Linked DNA regions of Mus musculus: regions 1, 3 and 4 are each linked to region 2. A link is a contact called in public HiChIP or PLAC-seq data. All regions are on one chromosome and are shown on one strand. The core of a region is the stretch at or near the end of the contact, and the rest is flanking DNA. Distances in the headings are between cores, read along the strand shown. Region 1 overlaps Prpf40a (pre-mRNA processing factor 40A). Region 2 holds the start of Stam2 (signal transducing adaptor molecule (SH3 domain and ITAM motif) 2). Region 3 overlaps Fmnl2 (formin-like 2). Region 4 overlaps Fmnl2 (formin-like 2).

The links. HiChIP or PLAC-seq counts read pairs in DNA pulled down with a chosen protein or histone mark.
Region 1: a contact with region 2 is called in an H3K27ac HiChIP or PLAC-seq map of embryonic stem cells, with 8 times the contacts expected there. The contact joins the enhancer-like site here to the promoter of Stam2 in region 2. A contact is called at or near these places in 16 of 39 promoter capture datasets (3T3-L1-derived adipocytes, the C10 cell line, HPC-7-derived erythroid cells and 9 more), 1 of 15 datasets of contacts at CTCF or cohesin (the NIH/3T3 cell line), 3 of 484 Hi-C or Micro-C datasets (B cells, bone marrow-derived macrophages and embryonic stem cells), 44 of 115 datasets of contacts at active chromatin or transcription factors (the 230-238 cell line, CD8 T cells, the NIH/3T3 cell line and 28 more) and 4 of 9 other capture datasets (adipose tissue, liver, macrophages and 1 more).
Region 3: an H3K4me3 HiChIP or PLAC-seq map of stem cell-derived neural progenitor cells shows a contact between it and region 2, with 22 read pairs. The contact joins the enhancer-like site here to the promoter of Stam2 in region 2. A contact is called at or near these places in 2 of 39 promoter capture datasets (embryonic stem cells and maxillary cranial neural crest), 1 of 15 datasets of contacts at CTCF or cohesin (the NIH/3T3 cell line), 1 of 484 Hi-C or Micro-C datasets (bone marrow-derived macrophages), 16 of 115 datasets of contacts at active chromatin or transcription factors (bone marrow-derived macrophages, cardiomyocytes, embryonic fibroblasts and 9 more) and 2 of 9 other capture datasets (adipose tissue and liver).
Region 4: an H3K27ac HiChIP or PLAC-seq map of epiblast stem cells shows a contact between it and region 2. The contact joins the enhancer-like site here to the promoter of Stam2 in region 2. A contact is called at or near these places in 4 of 39 promoter capture datasets (the 3T3-L1 cell line, cranial neural crest, embryonic stem cells and 1 more), 1 of 15 datasets of contacts at CTCF or cohesin (the NIH/3T3 cell line), 1 of 484 Hi-C or Micro-C datasets (bone marrow-derived macrophages), 16 of 115 datasets of contacts at active chromatin or transcription factors (the NIH/3T3 cell line, bone marrow-derived macrophages, embryonic limb bud and 7 more) and 2 of 9 other capture datasets (adipose tissue and liver).

The regions. Positions count from the first base shown.
Region 1 is chr2:53,145,312-53,148,466 of GRCm38.p6, forward strand. Prpf40a (pre-mRNA processing factor 40A) reads right to left here. Exons shown (of 26, transcript NM_018785.3): 17 at 783-897; 18 at 513-604; 19 at 309-425; 20 at 1-59. Among named protein-coding and RNA genes, the nearest start is that of Prpf40a, 44 kb to the right of the region's middle. Within about 2 kb of position 1,715, at least 6 of the 459 cell types and tissues checked have an H3K27ac peak or open chromatin away from gene starts, as enhancers often do. A contact at or near this core is called in embryonic stem cells, where this site is marked.
Region 2 is chr2:52,740,119-52,743,514 of GRCm38.p6, forward strand. Stam2 (signal transducing adaptor molecule (SH3 domain and ITAM motif) 2) reads right to left here and starts at 2,031. Exons shown (of 14, transcript NM_019667.2): 1 at 1,943-2,031. The coding sequence starts at 1,982.
Region 3 is chr2:53,051,699-53,055,073 of GRCm38.p6, forward strand. It overlaps Fmnl2 (formin-like 2), which reads left to right. Exons shown (of 27, transcript NM_172409.2): 6 at 2,756-2,908. Among named protein-coding and RNA genes, the nearest start is that of Gm52511, 45 kb to the left of the region's middle. Within about 2 kb of position 2,108, at least 51 of the 459 cell types and tissues checked have an H3K27ac peak or open chromatin away from gene starts, as enhancers often do. A contact at or near this core is called in forebrain and stem cell-derived neural progenitor cells, where this site is marked.
Region 4 is chr2:53,027,110-53,030,402 of GRCm38.p6, forward strand. All of the region lies in intron 2 of Fmnl2 (formin-like 2), which reads left to right. Among named protein-coding and RNA genes, the nearest start is that of Gm52511, 20 kb to the left of the region's middle. Within about 2 kb of position 1,967, at least 99 of the 459 cell types and tissues checked have an H3K27ac peak or open chromatin away from gene starts, as enhancers often do. A contact at or near this core is called in the NIH/3T3 cell line, adipose tissue, embryonic limb bud and 4 more, where this site is marked.

The DNA.
Region 1 (3,155 bases), core at 465-2,964, 400 kb after region 2:
ATTTTCCGAGCCTCTTCTTTTTCTCTCTCACGTTCACGGGCTTCTGCCTTTTCTAGTAACTATCAAAAAATCAAATCTATTAAATTATGATGAGTCCTGTTTCAAACAAGACATTGTTCTTAAAAGTATTATAACATCACTTATAAAAGTTTAATTTAACCTCTAACAATGAAACATTTTTACACAGTTTGTTTTACTTTCTTTACCTTATACCTTATCCCTTTTACAGTACCTTATCCCACTAGCCTACAACTTGAAGTAATTCTTAGATGAACAATTAGGTAGGTATCTGAAATAATTTAACTTACACTATTGAAAGCCAACTTGATATTTCCAGCATCCAAAGTAGTTGATCTTTTGGTTGAACTGATTATTGCCACAAAATCTTCAAAAGTAGTGTTTACTTCAACTACAAATCCTTTATCCTAAAAGCCAGAAATCTTGTTATAAATAACATGTAACTGCAAGGAATGAATCAATGTTTTCAAATAGTTAAGAACAAGTTCACTTACCTTCAGAATGTCTTTTATTATCTTCTTTTCATCATGATATCGTGCTTTAAGATCTTCAACATAAAACTTGAAAAGATCAAGTGCAGTTGATCCTAATGAAAAAACTAAAGAAGTCAAAAAGCTAGCTCTAACCAAGAGCTGCAATTACTTTTTGTTTGTAAAACAAACATAAAATAAAGCACACACCTCTCCTCCCCCAACGGCTGTTCCCAACCCCAACCCACATCCATCCCAACTCCTAAGGTATGCTTGGAAAGAAAGGAATCTCACCCGGCTGACCCAGCATGTTAGTGAAGCGAATGTCAGAGCTGATGGTGGGATACAGCTCCATCCAAGAGGACATAGAGTGCAGCTGCCCATGCTCGTGCAACTCGTCCAGAAAGATCTGCGGGCGACAAACACATGTAAAATACAAGAAAAACATGGTAAAAAGTGCCAGCAAAAATACTTCTAGACCACAAATAAATAATATACACAAGCCATCCAAAGAAAGAGATCTTTCAAAAGACTATACTATCCTTCTAGTCTTCAGTTACCTATCCCTTAAGACAGAAAGCCACTTCCAGTTAAAAACAACAAGATCCATAAAATATTGTGTATGTATATAACCAAAAACCAAAGATACTAAAATGACTGGGATTATCTATTCTCAAATGATGAGGCTAAAGAGTATGTGCATGTCCTGTATAAAACTTTTTTTTTTTAATAGCATCATTTAGATATTTTTATTTAGGTTAATTTTAAACAATGGCCTGAAGAGATGGCTCTTGGTTTGGGGCAGATGGGACCCACGTTCTGTTCCCAACATCCATAAGGTGACTCATGATCACCTGTAACTTCAGTTTCAGGTGATGTGGACATCAGGCAAGTGAATGGTATATACAAATTAGTAGAATACTCATATACATAAAACAAATCTTTAAAAAATAAATCAAATATAGTTATGTACTACTCTCCTCAAAGCTTCTGGGAAAGTTAGGATTTAAATCACTATGTGATCTCCCAACCATTTCCCTTCCTTAAACAGAAGGCTTATTGTAACTTTATTCTGTCTTTAAAAAAAAATTGTCTATTCTATACCACCCATTTCCTTTCCTGTGGCTGACAGTCAGGACTGCACACTGGGGCTTCAGTACTATCAGTGTCTATTGGTCTTCTTCCAGTCCTTAGTTCTGTAATTCCTAGGGCTCCACTGTTCAATAGGAGCTACTGGGCCTGGGGAGCAACAGATGACTCAGCAGTTTAGACTCACACTGCTTCTACAGAGGACCCAGGTTCAGTTCCTGAATGACAGCTTACCAGTCTAAAACTCCAGTTCTAGGAGTTATGATGCCCTTATAGTATGTATATAAACATGCATGCAAAACATACATATACATGATATAAAAAATTACAATGAAAATTTAAAAAGCCATCAATAAAAGGCAGTTTCTGAACATTGCGGCTAGTATAAAGTATGATCTTCTGCCAGATGGTGGCAATGCATGCTTTTAATCCCAGCACTTGAAAGTCAGAGGGAAGACAATCTATGTGAGTTCAAGTCCAGACTGGTTTACAGAGTAAATTTTTAAATTTACTCAATTTAAAAATTTTTAAAAATATCTATTACTGCTTGTTTAGAGAATGCCTTTAAATATTGGTTTAACTAGATTGCTAAATGTGAAACTGGTTATGTTTAAGTTGCATATACAGGATACACTGGGCAGCAATGTTATAGAGTAACATGTACCTACATCCTACTGCTACTTCCCTCTTTCAACAAAAGCGGCGAAGGTGGTTTTAAAGCTTTTCAGTCTTAAAGTGTTTAAAAACTCCTTCCTGGAGTTTTTAAATGTACTCCTTTCTATCATATATTTTTGTTAATATCTCACTCAAGTCACTGATTTTTGAGTCTCATCCTAATAGTGGATTTCCAGTTGAAAAATTGTCACAGGAGGGTTGATAACTTCTTTAAAGCTGGTATTCACTAATTACCAGTGTTACTTTCCCTTGAATAGTGATCACCAACAGCATTTTCCTTGGTTGAAGATCTCTACCTCAGATTTAATTCAGTATTATCTTTTCTTACTTGTTCCCGTTTTTCCCCTCCAATACTGTTCTTTATGTTACTATTTATATCTGTGTTTGAATTATGAACGTTCATAGATTTTGAGAGATAGCCCTCATCTTTAAATTGTTCCTTCATTTTCTCCCTTGACTATTTTTCTCTTATCCATAAAACACTCTTTTCCTTTTTTTCTTTTTAAGACATGATCTCATCATGTACCCTTGGCTGTCCTGGATCTTGAAAGGGGACAGACCAGGCTGGCTGTGAGCACTTAGAGATCCACCTGCTTCTGTCAACAGCGTGCAAGGATTAAAAGTGTGTGCAACCACTGCATCCATCCCAAAGCATAAAACACAGAAGTCCTGAGGTTTTCCTTACCAAAATATCTCAAGTCTAATTGTAATGTTCAACTATTTGTCAATCTTTTAACTCTCTTTACTATGCTAGTGATTACTAAGTATCTTAAGTAACACACTAAACAGTATCTTTAAGTCTCCACACTATAAAAACTTTAACTATTTGTTATTTTGTAGATTTTCCTGTCCCTTAGGATTTGTCAATCATCTGAAGGATAAAATCAACATAGCATTAGACTC
Region 2 (3,396 bases), core at 781-3,280:
CAACATATAATTTCCTGATACTTGTTTCAGAGCAATCTGAGCTCCTTAGAATTTCGTTCCTTTTTTTTTTTTTTAGTTGCATTCGTCCAAGTGGCCTCAACCAATTTCACAGCCCATGAAATAACCGACATAGGTTTTTTTGTTTGTTTGTTTATTTGTGCCTGAAGATCAGCACCTAAGAGAACTACACTAAGCTCTGATGCAAAGATTTCAGAACGTACTGAGGAGACAGTATAGAAAAATAAACTGGGCAGAGCAACTCATAATATTGCTACCAAAAAAGTTTTCAATTTGAAAACAGCAGGCTCCTAGGAAATTTTTTCCCTGAAGAAAGAGTTTATAGGTTTTAAGCTGGGCATGGTAGCACACACCTTTAACCCCAACACTTGAGAGGCAAAGGCAGGCAGATCTCTGAATTCAAGACCAGCCTGATCTACTCCTGAGTTCGAGGCCAGTCTGGTCTACAGTGTGGATTCCAGAACAGCCAGGGCAGAGAAACCCTGTCTCAAAAAACCAAATAAATAAATAAATTAATTAATTAATTAATTAATTAAATTAAAAAATTAAAAAGTTCATAGGTTTTGTATTTTAAATAATCTGTCATGGGCTGGAGAGATGGCTCAGTTAAGAACATTCCCTGCTCTTCCCAGCACCCACACGGTGGCTCACAGCTGTCTGTAACTCCAGTGACAGGTGATCTGACACTGTCTTCTGGCCTCCTCGGGCACAGCACACAAGTGACAAATATAACATGTAGGCAAAACACCCACGCACACAAATAACAAACTAATAAAGAAAAAAAAAATAAAATAACCTCTTCTACTTGGCTTTTTCCACACATATTTCATTAGAGCAAAATCAAAGCGTTTAGAGTCACACTAAGAAGCACGGGTCTCAAAGAGGGTGGAGGCCCACCCAGACTTGGCATCCCGCAGTTCTCAATATTAAGACTGAGGTTTTAAGAAACTGAAGCCAGCCTAGACTATATAAAGACTCCACTCTGTCTCAAAACTCAATTAATTCAATAACAATTAAAAAGTGTAATGTGTCACATAGGTATTGTTACAAAAGAACAATTAATTATTCCTTAAACAGTGACTAAGCCTCACATGCTTCCTATATAATTAGTCACTCACATGATTTGAACGTGATTTTGAGAATTATAACAAGATGAAGCACTTTCTAGTCTTTTCTTAAATGAACAAAAATTTTAACTGAACAAACTGGTAGTAAAATGTGTAGCATTTTTGTTTGACTGGAAATTTCTAAATCCGAAAAGCTCGCTAGGAGCGTGTTAACTACTGCTACAAAAATAATGCTAGCCTGTGCTTTTACTGTTAATATTATGCTTAAGTTGTACCCATCCATCTTTTTTCTCATTTTGAAAGTCATGCGCTACCAGAGTAAAGTTTTGACTCCAACAAATATCGGTTGTTCTGGGCTATTTAAAGATTCTGGGAGTTTTCCTTCTCATCCTCCGCGCCTGGCTCTCGCAGCACCTTCAAAACAGTCAATAAATACGAAAACTGCAACCACCAGGGCTTAGATGTGTGCTTACGGGAGCGATGCGAATTAAACCTGGTAAGTCTTAGGTCTCTAGTTCAAGACTGCCCTCGGCAGCAAAAAGGGTGTCCAGTACTGCACTTTTTTTTTCCCAAAGGGACGGGTGTTAACGAGCTCGGGAGAAAGCAGGAAGTTTGTATCAGCAACTTAAGCCTCGTACGAACAAGGCTTTTCCCCCACTCCTGCTCTGGGTGACTGGAACAACCCTTCTCGGTATCCCAATCTCGGACAGGCAGGAGTCGGGCGAGCCAGAGACGCACCGAGGCTGCCCCCCGCCGTCGAGAGCGGCGCCGCCCCTTCGCTCTCCGCCGGGGTTTCCAGGCACCCAGGCCGCCGCCCACTTTCGCCTTGCACACAGCGCGCCGGGCACCGCACTCACCCACATCTTGCTCGAACGGGTTGGCAGTGAACAGAGGCATCACGCCGGCAACCCGAGCTGAATCCCGACGCTCTGGCGGGACTCCGACTGCCCCAGCTGGGCGACCCGCCGCGGCTTCCTAGACGGCTTGGCCCAGCGGTGCCTTCACTTCCGCCGCCGTGCCTGCCCTGCGCGCGCCTGCCTGTCCGGCGCCCGGCCGCCGCGGCTCCAGCCCCACCGGTGGGGCCGCACGACGCTTGGCTGAGCTCTAACACCCTGTAGTGGCCTCTCTGCTGTCCCAAAGACGTGGCAGCCCCCGATCCGACGCCTGATCAGACACGGCAGCCGCCACAGTCACCTTTCCGCAGTGAGGACCCGAGAGAGCCACGGGGCCCAGGGGAGGGGCTTCAGGGCCGGAAGTTGTGGTAGCTGGAGATGCCAGAGGCCGCCGAGCTTGCAGATCCTGAGTGGCGAGGCGGGGTGCGTGGCTCGGGAATGTCGTTTCCTTCGCCCCAGGTTGTGACAGCAGCTCTTCTCGAACCCGAGTACTTCCTGGGTACCAGGTCAGGTCTTGCTACTCGGACCCCGCGCCCGCATCGCGTCTGGTTGCTATGGAAACAGCTGTCGCCTTATGAGAGGCGCTGAGAATTGCCGCCTGGGTTGTAGATGCTCATGGGATCCCGCGGTTAACCAAGCCGAAATAGTCACCCTGGAAAGCGGCTGTGGAGAGACTCTTTGCTTCTCATTTCTCCTGCATGAAAACAGAGCTTGGACCATGGAATATAAAGACGAGTGAAGGGACTGGAGAGGTGGCTCAGCAATTAAGAGCGCTTGCTGCTGAGGTTTTCGTACCTTCGCGGAGGCAGGGGTTACAGCAGTCTGTAATGCCTAGTTCCTGGGAACCCGACACCCTCTTCTGGCTTCCGTAGGCATCTACACTCACCGTCCTATACCCACATGCAGACACGTAAAATTAAAAATCTAATGCCTGGCGTTGTGGCCCACGCCATTAATCCCAGCACGTGGTAGGCAGAGGTAGGCGGATCGCTGAGTCATGTTCAAAGATGAGTGAAGTGCACTCAAGCATTATAGTGCAAAAACATTTATAATGACTTAGTTATGTATAAGAGTCATAAATCCGGGTTCCCACCAGATCCAGCCAGGCATTTAAATAAGTATAAGTGTGCAAACACTCTTCCTGCAATACGTTGCCCTGTACGTCTTCACCCTGCTTCGTATCTGTTCATATCATTTATCACTCTCTATAGTACAGATAATTGTAGTATCCTTATTCATTAGACTATAAATTCCATGAGTTTTGTTCACAGTGTGAACGCAGGATCTAAAAAACAGTATCTGGTAAGAAAGTGCACGGTAAGTACTTTTAGAATGTGGCCATGGCTTTTGAATGGAAAAGCACACATCTAAAGCTGGCACCTTGAGCCGACGAAATCACTTGGCTGTAAAAGCCCTTC
Region 3 (3,375 bases), core at 858-3,357, 310 kb after region 2:
TAGCTGGGGTGTAAAGCCTTCCCTTATCATGTGTTTATCTCGGCAGTGAGAGGGAAGTGGTAAAGGTGCATTTGTGTGTGTGTTGGCAAATGAGCAGATAAGGATGCAGCATTAGACACCAGCTTAGTGGCCCTGGAGGAAGGAAAACTGGTGTTCCCCTTTTATTGTCTTACACTTGCAGGCTTTGGTTTTCTGCCACATGCAGGAATAGTACTTGGAGCTGTGAAGGAAAAGATTAAGATGCAGAGCCATATTATTCCACATCACTTTCCATGTTCATGACTTCTGGGATGATTTATAACAGGGCTACACAGTGTAGAGTAGACAGAGACATTCTCCTTTCAACATTTACCCTTTAATCAGGAAATAGTCCAAAATCTACAGATAGTCTTACATTTGCAGGGTGAGGCAGTATTGATGTTGTGTTTTTAATTAGACAAGAGAGATGCTTCAGACAGATGTTTCAGCCCATGAGCTATTTGGTTTTTTTTTTGTTTTTGTTTTTTGTTTTTTTCTGGGTTTTTGTTTTGTTTTAAAGAGAGGCTCTCAGGATGTATATACAAGGCTAGCTTTAAACTTGTGGTAATCTTCCTGCCTCTGCTTCTTAACTTTGTGAATGTATCCAGTCTTTTTTTTCAAAGGCAGACTTACTTAGTTTGATTTTATATATGTGGATATTTGACTACATACATGCAAGTGTTCTCCCTCTATATGACCATTGCATAGAAGAGGGCATTGAATATTTTAACTGGAGTTACAGACATTTATGATTTGTCATGTGGATGCTAGGAACCAAACCTAGGTCCTCTGAAAGAGCATCAGTTGCTTCTCTTTAACCATGATTCTTCTCGCCAGCCCCTCCATTCTTCTTTTTAATAGTAACAACTTGTTTTCAATATTTACTCACTCCAAGGAGTCTGAATCCCTGGCTGGGTATTTTTTTCTGATTTCCACCCCTTTTCAGTGCTCGTGAAGAAGAAACTACAATTATTCTTTTCTTAGTTTCATGGTTATTAACCAAATCTGATACAATAGATTTCTATCTTGATACCTCTGATAATAGTATAGGAAATTGTTTCCTGAGATGGAATATGCTATAAACACTAGGAATTATATCAAAAGGATATTTCTCATCTATTTCTGTTACTTTGAATCTTATAATCTCTATGACAAATCATATTATGACAAAATATTTCCTCTTATGAAGTTTAAAATCTAAATGCATATTTGTATCATTTAAGGAAGACTAAGAAATTGTTTGCTATATTTAATGAATCCTTTACTTACTTGAGAAGAGGGCTTGGAAGTCAGATTTTCTCAAATGTGGCCTCCTGTTGGACTAGTAGGGACAGGTCTGTGGTCCTGTGCAGGAATTCTGTGTTAGCTGCACTTGAACCTTTGGTTTTGTTTGAGGACGTTAGCACAATACACTTTGTGTATTGATTTTAGTTTTGTTTTGCTTTATTAGGCTATGTTATATAATTTGTCTTTATTTTGAAAATTCTTACTGTTCCCTGATATTAGTGATTTCCCAATCCATGGAATGAGAGACAACTGGCTTTAAGTCTGTCTGAAATAGAAGCGTCCACCAGTTCACTAAAGTGTGTGTTTCTTGCATTTTGGTCCCAGGCACATAGGGAGGGGTGAGAGGACTGTCATGGGGCGTGTGACATGTCCACACCATGAGAGCTCATCATATGCTCCTTGAAGTCCTCTCTATCTCAGTGATAGCCTTCTATTTTACTACCTCAGGTTTTCTTAGACTACCCTATTCTTCCTTTCTCCTCTTCAACCTTATTACAACACAAAAGTCTGGGATCAGCCCCACCTGCCGACTCTGTGTGCCTGTCCCTGATTTGTGACTAACCTTAAAAACTAGATCATATCCCCTAGTCTTTAGGTGGCCGTTCTGATGATGTTTTTCTTCTGGCAGCCATGCTTCCTAAGCATGATTTCCAGCACACTTTACTTTCTCTTCCAGCTCTTTTGTAGTCTTTTAGAGAATATTAAAGTGTAGCTGCTGTCTGATCGGTCAGAACTGAGGCGAGAAACACTGCAGTGTTCTTAGGAGAAAGCAGATCAACTAACTGTGTGAGGGAGGAAATGCACGGGATACAAAGGCCTGCTTGTTTAAAGACTTGGTTCCTAAGGCTACGCGAGAATAAGCAACTCCACTGGCCACTTATTCCAACATGGTTGACATGAGTAATAACCTCAAAAAAATGTCAGAGGAACAACAGTCTCACTTTAAAGAGCACCACATTGAGAATCGAGTCCAAAATCAAAGCCAGTCCATAGCTGCACTGCTAATGCATCACATATGGTTGGAAAAGGACTTGCTAACACACTAGGAGAAAACGCTCAGTGAAAAAAACTGATGGGTAGGAATGAATTAGTATAAGCCTAACATATCTGCTTGTTAAAGCAAAATGAAGACAGCTGTGAGAGCTCTTTCTATCTTCCAGCATAGCAGCCCAGTAATTGGTAAGCCAGCAAGGAAGATGCAAACAATATACAGTGACCCAATGTAAGCTGTTTGTTGCTAATGATTCTTTTGCCAGACCCAGTGTTTGTAATCCTCACATTCTCGAAACTAACACTGAGACCGCAGAAATTGTTATGCGTTTCCTTTGGCTGCAAACACCTCTCGTGTTATGGTGAAGGATGCGGTGGAGGAAAAGCAGGTTGTGTTTGTCTACGTCTGTGTCTGGAAGTTAGTGTCTCGGTTTTGAGTAGCATTCCTTTTTTGTTTTAGTTTTGACTTTGAAAGTGTGGAAAGTACCATGGAGAGTACGGTGGACAAATCAAAGCCCTGGAGCAGGTCCATCGAGGACCTGCACAGAGGGAGCAACCTGCCCTCACCTGTGGGCAACAGTGTGTCCCGCTCTGGAAGACATTCTGCACTTCGGTAAGTGCCTTAATCAGATGCTTTGGAGTGGCAGGATCATCTGTCCTCTTCTCATCCTGAGTGGACATCCGTGTGTCTTTCCAACATGGCCCTTTCTTCTCCGGTTGTTGAATCTAACCGACAGTTTCGTAGGTGTTCATGGCCTGCTCCCTTGGTTCTATTCTCTCACTTTATGTAACCCTTCTTAGAAACGCCATCTTGTGATTCAGCATAGAAGGTAAGAAGTGTGTGCCAATTAACACAGTGAAGTAGTCTCTGGCAGGTAAGTTCCCATGGATGTGGACAAAGTGACCCCCAAAACCGCTTTCAGGGCTGAGGCTACGCATTACAATATGAGCTTTTAAGGAGCCCCTGTCGCTCCTCATCTGTTTGTGCTGCCCTCTCTTTCCACAGGTAGCTCAGGTGTGTGCTGTGTAGGGCGTGGTTATGCTTGTTCGTCACAGTGTTAAGAAGACATATTTTTATAA
Region 4 (3,293 bases), core at 717-3,216, 290 kb after region 2:
TAGAGCTAGCTGCTAGAGAATGTCCAGCTCAAAGCCATATGCTTCCTTTTGCCCCAAAGAGCATAGCATTGATTCCTGCCTGGTAACTGGTAATATGAATGGGATTGTAGATTCTTTTTCTCTTTCAAATGCACATGTAGAATCTCAGCATTTAGAAGACTGACTGTGCAGTGAAGTTGAGGCCAGAGCCCACCCTGTCTTAAAAAGGAAAAAAGAAAGAAAGTAAAAGACTGAGCTGTTGACTGCCTGACTCATGTGGCATGAAAGGATAAATGTTATTATAAAGGTGTGTTGTATAAATTGGCGGACACTGTTGCAGGATATGGAGAATGGAACAAGTGACGTATGTTTGAATGAAATTGTTGTTTCAATATAGGTTATATTTTATGTTAGTACTTACTTATGCTTGCGATGGTAGGCACTGAACTCAGCGCCTCATCACGTACGCTAGGCAATCACTGAGTTAAGAGCCAGACAAGGTAAATGTCCGGCTCCCCCCAGATCAAATGACTTCTGAGTGTCTTGTAAATAGTTGAGAGATTTGGTTTCTTGTTATGTATTTTTGGTTTTTTTTTTTTTCTCCTGTGTTTTGCTAAAATTGCCAGCAGTTGTCCTTAGAGTACCTGGTAACTGTGGCTTCTGCCTCTGCAGTTGACTCAGACTATTGTACTTCCACTCTCAAGTTTGGCATGCTAGATGCTATGCACCATCTTTCAGAGCAAGGCTACTTCACAGAGCGTGCATGTGAACTGTGCTCTCAGCTCTGTGTTCTCTGTGGTCTGGCATTCAGGAAAGTGTTTTCTGATTTGTTGTTGTTTGCTTGTTTTGTTTTGTTTTGTTTTTTGAAACAGAATTTCTCTATGTAGACCAGGCTGACCTTAAAGTCAGAGAGATCCTCCTGACTCTGCTGGGATTTAAGACATATCCTACCACTGCCAGGCCAGGAAGAACTTTCCAGGAGAGTGTTAAGTGTCAACAGATTTCTCTTACAAAGAAGAATGCAAGGTTACTTAAGTTTAGAGGACACTTGGTATGAAGACTTCATATTCTCTGTCACCATGGTGACCTCTTGCTCTGGATAAGGCTAAAGGATGTAGCAGCTGTCAGTTACCCGAATACCATGGCACTACAGGAGTTTCTGTCATGTGAGTGGAATCCAGGTCTGCCCTTGCTTAGCATCACTGATCAAGTGAAATCAGTTCAGTTCTTGGAGGTGAGATGTTGTTGGTCCTTCAGGTGTTGATCCTGTCTGGTACATGGTGACATCACCACCCAGCTGTTGACGATGCTCTCCTTAGAGGATAACTTTGACAGTCTGTTAACTTTGTCCAGCATGGATGCTGTTCAGAGGTGGAGGTGTGATAAGCCAGCCCATGTCCTGTAGTGAGCCATTTAGTAGGCCTTAGTTCAACCTGAGTTTTAACTTGCCTATTTAAGTAGCCTTTGAGTAATTGGTTTAATGACTGATCGTGAACATAAAAGCAAAGAATGGAGCTGCTGTTTTCATCTTCTTGTGATCTGAAGGTGGAAACATAGGCTTGAAGCTGCTCGGGTAAGGAATGGGGAGGGGAGGAGACCTTTGCTCTGTTGTGTCAAAATACCTGCCATAAACAATTTTATAAGGGGAGAAATGTTTCTCTAGGTTCCCGTTTTTCAGAGGTGTCTGTCACAGGGATGGGGACAATATGGTAACTTAGAGCAATCCACATCACAGTGGCCAGAAGCAGAGGAAGAGAAGGAATGCAGTTGGGGATCTAGGCACAAAGTGTGCTCCCTCAGTGACCTGCTTCCTTCCACAGTCTTGGAACAGTACCAGCAGATTATGGATCCTTAGTCCATTTGTTAGATCTTTGCTGCCATGATCTCATCCTCTCTGGGAAGCTTATCACAGACAGACATGCCCAGGGCTAGCCTATCACAGACAGACATGCCCAGGGCTCACTTCACTGTCTAGCCTATCACAGACAGACATGCCCGGGGCTCACTTCACTGTCTAGCCTATCACAGACAGACATGCCCAGAGCTCACTTCACTATCTAGCCTATCACAGACAGACATGCCCAGAGCTCACTTCACAGTCTAGATGTTTCTTCTCTCCCTCTCTCCCACATTCCTTCCCTCTCTTTCTTCCCTCTCCCCCTTCTCTTTCAAGATTTTGTTACCCACTTTCCTTGTTACCCAATATTTTGTTTTTATGATACATGATCGCCTCTGGAAAGCTTTCAATGATCTCTAGTCTTTGTTTGTACTAAAGATGCTCTGCTGCTGGCTTCCCATTCCCAAATTATTCCCCAGCCATTTTATAAGATGTTCATGGACACGTAGACTATAGTGATGGATATACCGCCTTTCAACACGTTCCTATATCTTCATAGGCAAAGCACAAGTCCATTTAGTTTTTAGACCAAATAATGAGAGGAATTCTGTAATTTTACATAGAAGCTATACTTAATAAGATTTGCTGTCTAGATGTTTCTTGGGTATTTGATGGCTTAGGTGAAGAGAATTTGAAATGTAATATGTACCTGTGCTTGCATTGGGTGGAGAGATATGGTTGTTTGTCTTTTCTTAAGAAGTATCAATCTAAAATGAAATCTTTGGCAGCTAAAATAAAGAATCTGGCTAATTGAAAGCTTATTCAACTGCCGGTGTGACCTTTCACTATTGTGTCTGGTTCCTAGATTCCCGTCGCAGTAATAGCATTTCTGGGGAGTGCTGTTGTGTTCCATGCACCCTGGTGGTTGGCTTGTGCACGGACCCACCTGAAATTATGGACCAATGTTGTCAGAGTAGCCTCTTCTTTCACAAGGCTAAAGCGTTCAGGGGGAACCAACCCTCACGTTGAGAAAGATATTGAGTGATGGATAGGATTGGGCCAGCCTAATTAATCCAGCACATTAGAAGAGGAGCCATGGGATGTTTTGATGAAGAAAGCCCTGTTGAACTAGAGTGAACCAGAAGAGACTTTTGCTAGTCTAAATAATGGAAACTGTTTGGAAAAGCCTCTTCAAAGAGGTTTCAGTCTGAGAGCTGTAATGGAATACTTGGATACCCCTCCCCCAGCTAGGAAAGTGATTTCATAGTGAGCTAAGGAATGCTTCAGAGCTCTCCAAGAAACCATGGCTGGGGAAGGAATCTGGCATGCTGATTTTTTTTTTTTCAGTTCTAGTTTTATGCAGAAACGTACAGCTTTTAATGCTGGGAAAGGAAAAAGGAGAGTTACACAGTTCTACCCATATGGTTTTCTATTTGTTAGAGCTCTGTCTTGGCTCTGTTAACTACCCACTCTCTGT